2 separate regions of the Mus musculus genome follow, and region 2 is linked to region 1. The links are chromatin contacts, called in public promoter capture Hi-C maps. All regions are on one chromosome and are shown on one strand. The core of a region is the stretch at or near the end of the contact, and the rest is flanking DNA. Distances in the headings are between cores, read along the strand shown. Region 1 overlaps Prkch (protein kinase C, eta). Region 2 holds the start of Syt16 (synaptotagmin XVI).

What was found. Promoter capture Hi-C pulls out the DNA fragments that hold promoters and counts their contacts.
Region 2: a promoter capture Hi-C map of neural stem cells shows a contact between it and region 1. The contact joins the promoter of Syt16 here to the enhancer-like site in region 1. A contact is called at or near these places in 14 of 39 promoter capture datasets (the 3T3-L1 cell line, the C10 cell line, HPC-7-derived erythroid cells and 10 more), 1 of 484 Hi-C or Micro-C datasets (bone marrow-derived macrophages), 8 of 115 datasets of contacts at active chromatin or transcription factors (cardiomyocytes, craniofacial prominence, embryonic basal ganglia and 5 more) and 1 of 9 other capture datasets (embryonic stem cells).

Annotation. Positions count from the first base shown.
Region 1 is chr12:73,734,597-73,739,267 of GRCm38.p6, reverse strand. The region is part of intron 10 of Prkch (protein kinase C, eta); the gene reads right to left. Among named protein-coding and RNA genes, the nearest start is that of Gm34189, 45 kb to the left of the region's middle. Within about 2 kb of position 3,162, at least 18 of the 459 cell types and tissues checked have an H3K27ac peak or open chromatin away from gene starts, as enhancers often do. A contact at or near this core is called in bone marrow-derived macrophages and neural stem cells, where this site is marked.
Region 2 is chr12:73,994,511-73,999,124 of GRCm38.p6, reverse strand. It overlaps Syt16 (synaptotagmin XVI), which reads right to left and starts at 1,348. Exons shown (of 8, transcript NM_001364282.1): 1 at 1,262-1,348.

The DNA.
Region 1 (4,671 bases), core at 1,913-4,412:
ATCCTATGTAAGTCTCTAACCACTTCTAAGTGTCTTTTAGGCAGGTCCTCCTCCCTGCCCTCCCTGGAAGGGTGGGCGGTTCCCTAGGAGGCTCTGTTCTTGATTCTTGCCTACATCAACTTCCATCATCCCTGCTAGATCACACGGCGCCTTTGTGAAAATCTGAGAAAGGTACCTCTGTCTCTCTCAAGTCATGCAGCAGTCGCCTGCTGGAAGACTGGAAGCCATTTTGCACATATAAGTTGAGCATGCTGAGGTGACAGACCCCAGGCTGTCCTGTTCAGGATCCTCCCTCCCACGCATACTCGCCTTTGCCCTCTACCTGTGGAATTCAATCCCATGAGTTTAAACATCACTTGGACAGTTGGCTCTTGAATGTAAACCTCTACCCTGGCTCCTCTCTTGGGAGATGCCAGTCTGTATTTCTAACTGCATTCTGGGCATAGCTACTAGGGCTGTCTTGACTTCTCAGACTTTGAAAGACTGGAAGTAAAAAGACTGGAAGTAAAAAGTCACCCCTTGGCTGTGGTGACTTGGGGGTGGGGAAAGTTAAAAGCTCATCACTGGAAATCTTGGGCCATCTTTCATGTCTACGGGCTCTACCATCCATGTTCGTTCTGTCCACTTTCGCTTTACTGCGCTACCAATTCCATCCCTCTTCTCTCCCCACTGGCTTGCTTGGAGAATTGTTTCCTGCCTGGCCTATGACCAAAAATTCTGAAATCTTGGTTTCTGGGCTGGCCACTGTTGGTCTGTTCCCCAAACATCTGATGGCTGCCACTGACAGACAAGGAAAACTGAAACCTTGTAGCTTCATCTCAAAACTGCCCTTGCCCCGACCTCAGCTTTCCTCAGATGTGACTTCATCCCAGCCATTTCCCGGGCTCCCATCCTGATCACATGGAATCTTCACAATTTCTTAGTTTCCATGCCTCTATCCTTCCTGCTCTAACCTATCTGGCAGGTGCGCCCTACATTGACACAGGTTCAAGAGGTGTTCCTTCCTCAAGGCCTTCCCATCAAAATGACTGCCTTTTCTGTGCTCTTGTTGTATTGCCTACATTAAGCCTTTAAGACATCGTGTATGTGTGCACATGTGTGTGCACTCACACACACACACACATACACACATGGTTCAAAGCCCCAACAGACAAATTCTTGTGAAAGTGTCTCTTATCTCATTTGTCTTGAGTTTCAAAAGCAAACACAGTAGACAGCAGGTGCTCAGGGCTTATTCATCCTCATAATGGAATGGTGGAGAAATTTCCTTCATGGTTAAACTAGACCATGACTGACTAGACCATAGCCTAGTCTGCATCTGTGTGAGGCATCAGCCAAGCAGGGGCAAATGAGTACAGTGTCGTGTGCACAGCCTGGGGTGACGGGTCCAAACCAAGCGTACACTTAAACCACAAACAGTGTATTTATTCCATAACTCACAGCCCACCCCAAATACAGTAAGTGGAAACTCTATGTCCTGGTCCCTCGGAAGAGGACCAGTCAGGGGGCATCTTTCCGGAGTCTCTTCTGTCTCTACATGGCTCTGCAAACCGTGCATTGGCACAGTCTACCTCCCATGCTAAGAAGGTCCTCATTTGTAATAATATATCCATATGGTAACCCTTAAGCAAGACAAGTTAACTGCTACCAGTATTTTCATCTTTACCTCTGTAACATGGGAAAAACTAAGCCTGCTTTAATCTTAGATCAGATTCCCCAGTTCCTGGGAAGGAAATGACCCTGAATACAAAACAAGCCCACCAAGCAGAAGGAGCGGGGTAGGGGACTCAGGCAGAGTGGCTTCCCAGAGGCAGCAACAGAGGCTGCTAGACACAGCTAGCAGCTTCCAGCTTCCTCCTGCACACACAAGACTGATGTCTCACAGAAAGGAAAAGTGTGCACCTCCACCAGTCAGACATGTTACTGACTAGAGTCTACCTTCTCTTTCTCTTCCACTGTTGCTTGGGTCTTGATGATATCAGTGGCCAGTCTACCCTCCATCACTGTATCCCAAGAGGAGACATTGCTACCTAGGTAGACTTGTATTGCTACCTAGGAAACATGACTCCAACCTGAGCTGCTCTCGCCCTTCTGCTTCATCCCTCTCTTTTAGTGCCTCAGAAATAGGGAAGTTCAAAAGGTTGTGTCAGCTGCCAGTGCTGTTATACGGAATAAGTTAAAAACCATCAGCACTGGCGATTCTTGGAACCAGAGACACTGGTCTTTCAACACATTCCTCTTTTCAATAACTGTGTTAAAAGATGAAGGACCAAAGAGGAGACTTCTTTTTTTTTTAAGTTATTGAGGTATGATTGACCCCAAAAGATGCAAATACTTAGCACATACAATTTGGTATGTTTGGTTAAGTACCCATCCATGTAGTCATCACTACAACTGATGCATTAAACACCCATTATCTCCAAAATTGCTGCACTTCCCCTCCTTCTGTGCTCAGAGTACTCAACACAACACAAGATGAGCCCTCGTAAGCAAACTGAGAAACCATCACACGTTGTTTGTTATCAATCCCCGTGCTGTAGGACGGACTTCTGGAATTTATTTCTCTCTCATTACCGAAACTCTGAACACTTTGTTCAGCACCTCCCTCTAGATGCTGGCACCCACAAGGCTACTCTGCTTCTATGGGCCTGACTCTTTGGGATCACACAGTTAAATGAAATCATGCTGTTTGTCCTCCTTTGTCCGGCTTGCCTGAATTAGTGCCATATCCCTTAGGACCATCTTCACCGCTATAAAGGACAGCGTTTCCCTCCTCCTCTTAAAAAGCTAAGTCGTGTTCCAAGGCAAATTCCCTTCATCCATTGGTTGATGGACATTTAGGTTATTTCAATATTTTGGTTGACATGAATACTGCTATGATACACATAAGGGTCCAGATGTTTTAGTCTGTCCTTTGCTGTTATAACAGAACACCCGAGGCTAGGACAATGTATAAAAGAAAAGCGTTTATTCAGCTTGTGATTATGAAGCTGAAAGTCTAAGACTGGACAGACACATGTGGCAAGGTCCCTGTGCTACCAGGGCACAGCAGAAAGGCCAAGGCAGATGCCAGGTGCAGAAGACACAGAGAACAAGGGGCCACTGTGTGTCCCTGCAACAACAAATTCAGTCTGTTAAGAACTCTATCAACCTCTCTTTATGTCCTAAGGGCCTCCCCTGTGTCTTTGAGACAAGGTCTTACTGTGCAACCCTGGCCAGACCAGCGCTCACTGTGTAGATCAGCCACCTTAGAAGTCATTCACCTCTGTCTCCTGAGTGCCAGCATTCAAGGTGTGTGCGCCGCACCAGCCTAATCATTTCTTAGAGTCTTTCAACACTGTTACATCAGACGCTGAACTCCAAGACAGGTTTTGGAGGGGACAAATTACATCCACATAGCAGGAGGGTGACTGTTTCCTATGCTGTGCAGAGCCCACTAGTCGGTTGTAGTCTTTTCTCTATTTGTTTGTTTGTTTCTGGTGTAACAGGAAAGAAGACCTTAGCAGGGAAATGTAGGCAGTGCACAGGAGAGGAAGAGGGAGAGGGAGAGGGGGAGGGGGAAGGGAGGGAGAGGGAGAGGGAGAGGGGGAGGGGGAGGGGGAGGGGGAGAGGAGGGGGTGAGGATGTGTGTGATCTCCAAAAAGAACAGAGGCAGTAGTTTCACTTAAACACCAGTGATTTGTAAGAGGCCTCTCCGAAGGCCTCCACCAGTAGGAACTGTTACTACTATTTCATCAAATGCCTATTGAGGAAGAGCCACTGTGTGAAGGATGGAAGGATTCCCCTTATATCTTCTTTCCTCTTAGTCTGGGAATAGGGGATGTCAGCCAGTTAACAAAGCCTTCTCTCCTTCGTAGGGGCTGTGAAGAAGATGGACTCCACATCTCTGAGTTTGCTGACAGTGAAAATAAGCTTCCTGGGAGGGTGGGAGGCACAGACTGGCTAGGGAGACATGGAAGAAGAGCTCTCCTGGAGAAGGCTCACCTAGGAATTGCAAACTTAGCTGGAGCAGGGGTAGCACTTCGGGCTAGCAAACCAAGTGAATGGGGACAGTGCTCCCCTTGGCCTAGGCTGGGGTATAGGAAGCCACTCCCACGCATAGAAATGCCACGAGGAAAGACAGGATCCTACTGTTTCCCCAAGTGCTTAGATTACCCACTGGTTCTCCTTGAGCAGTCTTTCTGCCCAGACATAGAGAGTTCAATGTTTCCAACCAGGTGGAAAACACTCAGTACACTGGAAAATTCTAGCACTGCCCTAGTTTCTGAGACACCCCCCCCCCAACCGAGATCTACTGAAATTAAAAAATTATTACATTTATTTATTTATTTATTTATTTATTTATTTATTGTGTGTGCCTATGCATATACCCATGTGCACTGGGCATGCCCCCTCGGAGACAGTGTCCTTATCAAGGGGACTGCAGAGGGAGTGCTCACTGGCTGCTTCATTCCTATACACCAGAAAAAAAAAAAAAAAAACTCCCACAAGACATCAATAGACCCGCATCTTGATCTTAAACTTCCCGCACTTTAGACTTGTGAGAAGGACGCGTCTGTTGTGTATACATCAGACCGTGGTATTTTATTATAGCAGTCTGAACCGGCTAAGAAATACTTTAGACGATAAATAATGAAAAGCATGGAGGGTTTTTTGTCTGTCACTTCTCCT
Region 2 (4,614 bases), core at 99-2,598, 260 kb before region 1:
CCCCCTGATCTACAGAAAGCAGAGAGGGTCCATTGGTGTCGCCACACAAACGAAATGATGGCGAATGGGAGATGAGTGAGCAACCACACACATGTCCATTTCTCTTGCATGCCTACTACTTATGAGATAGATACCCATCACTTTCCCGGGTATGGCAGGCTCACTACGCATGTGTATACACATAATCTACACATACATATACTTTTTTTGAAACAGGGTTTGTAACTTGATATCCTCCTGCCTCAGCCGCTCAAGTCCTGGGATTACTGACTTGAGCCTTTAAATCCAACAGCCACAGTTTTAAGGTTGGGAACAGGGCCACAATCCCACTACTGAGGGACTTGGGATATAAAAATGTCATCATAGCTTTTAACTCGAAACTGTGCATCCTCTGTACTGTATGCAAGCTGTGTTCTTGACTGAATAATGATAAGTTTGAAGGAAAAAATAATGAAATTTTGACCCTCAACACCTATTTTGTCCCCTCTCATCTCTCAAAATTGCCTTATTATTGTCTGTAATCACATGGTACATTCAGTGAATGAAGTCCCTACTGTGTGCCATGACTTTTGCTGAGGACTTTAGATGCTAAGTCTAAGACAAGTGTTGTGACTTATTTTACTCTGCACTCCTTTTGAGGTTCCACTAACAGGTCAAGCTACAGCTACATGTAACCAGTTTTCTTAGCGGTAACCCTAATTTCCAAAAACAGCAGCAAAGACTCCAAGATGCCAACAGCAGGCCAGCCTGAAGCCTTGCAACTCTTCCAGTCTTCGGTGTCAACCTTCCTTCTCTGCACGCCCCTTTCATTCACTCTCCATGGCAGCCAGGCAAGGTCTGTGGCTTCAGAGCCCCAGAACAGAGCCCAGTGGGGCCACCCACCAGGAAGAGGGCGTGCCAATCTGACCCAGAACTCCAGGAAAACCTTGAACTCACAGCGCCCCAATACTGGGCTCCCTAAAAACTGGCTGTGGGCCTGGAGGCAGTCCCCAAAGGGCTGCGAGGCCCAGCCCTGCTGCCTTCAAGCATCAAGTGTCCCCTCCAGTCGGGTGCTGCATCCCTCCTGAGAGGTCCTCGGATCCCCAACCCTATCCAGTCCTGTCAGCCATAGCAGGTGATGGGCACGGTAACAAGGGCGGGCTCCGGAGATGGGGTACCCGGTCGCTGCCCCCGCGAGCTGGGCACAAAGGCAGGCGCGCGCGGGAGGAGAACTTGCCACCCCGGATGCCTTGCCCCCGCCCCCGGGGAACCCCGCACTTACTGTCAGTCGCCATGGTCGCGTCGGGGGGTTGCAGGGCGGCCGCCCGCGGCTGGGGTACCCACGCCGCGCCCGGCCGCGCGCGTTCTCGACAGGCCCCGCGCGCTCGAGGGCCGCGACGCGCACAGACGCTCCCGCCGCGCGCCCCCGTCGCGCCGCCCCGAGCCCCGTGGTGGCTGCCAGCTGGGTCGCCCCCGCCAGCGTCCCCACACCCTAGCGGAGCCGACCGCCACCGAACCTGCCCTGCCCAGCCCGTAGCATCATCCCTCCCTAAGACAAAGCAGCTAGCAACCTGGCCCGCTCCTCTCCAGGTTTCTTGCCCGCTCTATTCTCCCGCTGAACAAACACTTGGTATCCTGCCTTGCTTTTTTCAATTCATCCGGGCCTGGTGCTTCTTTCCAGCAATGTCGACCCTGAGCCCTAGCTCAAAGGAGCAAAGCAGGGAGCAGGTGGGGGAGAGAGAAGCAAGGATCACACAGGTGCCTCCTGTGTGTGAGGACCAAGACTCCTCTCATCCTCTTGTTTTGTCTCCAAGGTGAAAATAGAGCCTTGTGTGTAGTAGGCTATCAGATCTCTATTAAGCGACTTAATGGAGGACTCTAACTGGAAACCTGCGTGAATTAATGAGTTAGTGAATAAATGGCCAATTAACTAATTAGATGTGAACAGGATGGGTGACTAACGAGTGGATAATTGCGAGCCAGACCACAGGCGGCTCCGATGACTTGTATTAAAGGACCAGCTCCACGAGAAAAGCAATCAGTATTGCCTCAAGGACCATCGCGGTTAAAAGGACTTTGAAATGAGTCCACCTGTGGGCGTTTGTTCGCAGTACATCTTGTTGAATGCTATAAACCAATTACTGAAAGATCCTTGCTATATTTAGGGACCAGTAGCAAATGAGAAACCACCACCACATGGGGAAGCATCAAGTGGCTCAAACTCAAAGCCTAAGCACGGGAAGGCATTGGGTTTTTGTTTTTCGTTGTTGTTTGTGCAGGCACGATGCCTTTGGTCGGCTTGAGGCCACTCATTTAACCCAAACAGTAAGGATGCCAGTGGGCGTCATCTCAGGCATCGCTGGGCACCAACAGAATTCAGGTGCAAAGCAGAATCAGAAACAGTTGCCGTCTGACCAGGTGGGCAAAGGAAAATACCGGAAAACAACAAAAGGGTCCTCTCTGATCAGTCCACAGGATGTAGGTGAGGGAGTCAGCACGATGAGGGTGAACCGCATCCACATTCTGCTGGCTGCGGCTTTCATTTTAATCTGTTTACGGCACATGTGATTCTCAAGCATAGACACCAGGTTCATGTTTTAGTTCTAACAACCCTCGGTGGTGATGGTAGGTCCCCAAACAAAGAGACACAAGAAGAGCATTAAAAACGCCTCAAGAACTGTGAACCTGTCTGAAGCTCGAAAATCTTCATCTTAAGCTATTTTGATCATCAAGGTAGAGAGGTGGGTTTGGCTCCAAGGGGCAGAACATTGGTGAAGCTCTTTAGTCATTAAAGTGTTTTTCTAAATTATAAGAGGGATAATGATGACCCAAAGCCTGGGTTTCATGAGTGACATGTGGGCAGTAGAACCAGACGACACCTAGAAAGGGCTAAGAAACTAGTGGACTTAAAGATTGGAGGTCCTACGTGTGACAACAGTCTCAGAAGGCTTGGCACTAAATGAAGGGAGATTCAGGAGGGCGGACTTGATATGAGGTTTATTGTCATGAGATAAATGATTGTTCTATAAGATAGATAATCCACACATCCAAATGTGTTCAAGAAAAAAAATATATTCTTTTCTTCTGTATAATCAAATTTAGCCTCTGACCCAAGTGGCCATTGTTAGGAAGTTTGATTTCAGGGAGTCAATTCTATGAATCCAGGTTTGTCTGTGGTAATCCCTTCTCCCACTTGAGAGGTTACAAGCAAGTTTGGGGGTAAGCACTGGGTAACATGGAGGTGTACCGAAAGGCATCGGGTACCATCTGTCCTTAGCACTATAGCAGTATCTACCACACAGCCACAGGTCACATGCAGCTAAAGAGAGCTCTGAATGTGGTCAAAGACAAGATTGTAAACTGACTTAAAAGTATGAGATTTTGTGTGTGTGTGTGTGTGTGTGTGTGTAATAGCATCACAGTGTCAAAATGTTGGGCACCCCTGGGCACACTTTGAAGATCTCACTCACGGGTGGCCACCAGTTACCAGTTCATGCATGGGACAGCCACTGCTTCCCACCCTGTCACCCACCTCTAAACTCCTCACAAGTCTTTTTCTCTTCAATTTTTCCATTGCCCTTGAAGGGAAACACATGAGTATTTGCCCACACCATTCTGAACAGACAGGAAAGTCTATAGAGCATCAAGGCTATTCTCATAGACCAGACAACTATCCCTTTAAAAAAAATGTTTTTATTACATTTCTTTATTAGTGTGGGAACATGCCACAGCATGCATGTAAAAGTCAGAGGACAGTGTGTGGAGAGTCAGTTCTTCCTTTAACCATGTTGGTCCCAGGGATCTAACTCTGATTGTTACACTTCAGTACAGGGGTCTTTACCTGCTCAGTCACTTCCTGACCTGTAACCACATTTCAAATTCGTCTACCACGTGCTGAAAGGACCTCTGCAGAGTGAGCCAACAAACAAAACCTGTCATATGACCTACGATGAGTCTGTCACAGTCTACCTGGACATCCACTTCTTATTTGTGCCACTCCATTAGAAAGTGTGCCTTGTTAGAGTAAGTGTGTCACTGTAGGGGTGGGCAATGAGACCCTCCTCCTAACCTGCTGTCTTAACCTACCGCCCTTCAGATGAAGATGTAGAACTCTCAGCAACTTCTGCACCATGCCTGCCTGGATGCTGCCATGTTCCCCACCTTTATAAGAATGGACTGAACCTCTGAACCTGTAAGCCAGCCCCAATTAAATATTATCCTTATAAGAGTTGCCTTGGTCATGGTATCTCTTCACAGCTATGCAAACAATGATGAAGGCCATTTTTCAAAAGACCAGGAAGTCCCGCTCCTAAAAGTCTGGAAAACAGACCCTTTAACATCCCACATTCTTGCAAATCTGTGTCTTGTAGTTGACCTGAGCTTCTGAAATTAAAAGCCAAGACTTTGGCTCTTTTGTCTCTTCACAGAACTTAAGGCTAGGGGCTGGAGAGATTTCTCAGGCATTAAGAGCACTTGTTGATCTTCCAGAGGACCCAAGTTCAGTTCCCAGCACCCACATGGTGACTCACAACCATCTGCTCTAGAGGATCTGCTACATTTTAATGCACATGCAAATATATAAGAAAACAGTCAGTCATACATAGATAAAATAAATATATTTTTTAGAAACCTTAA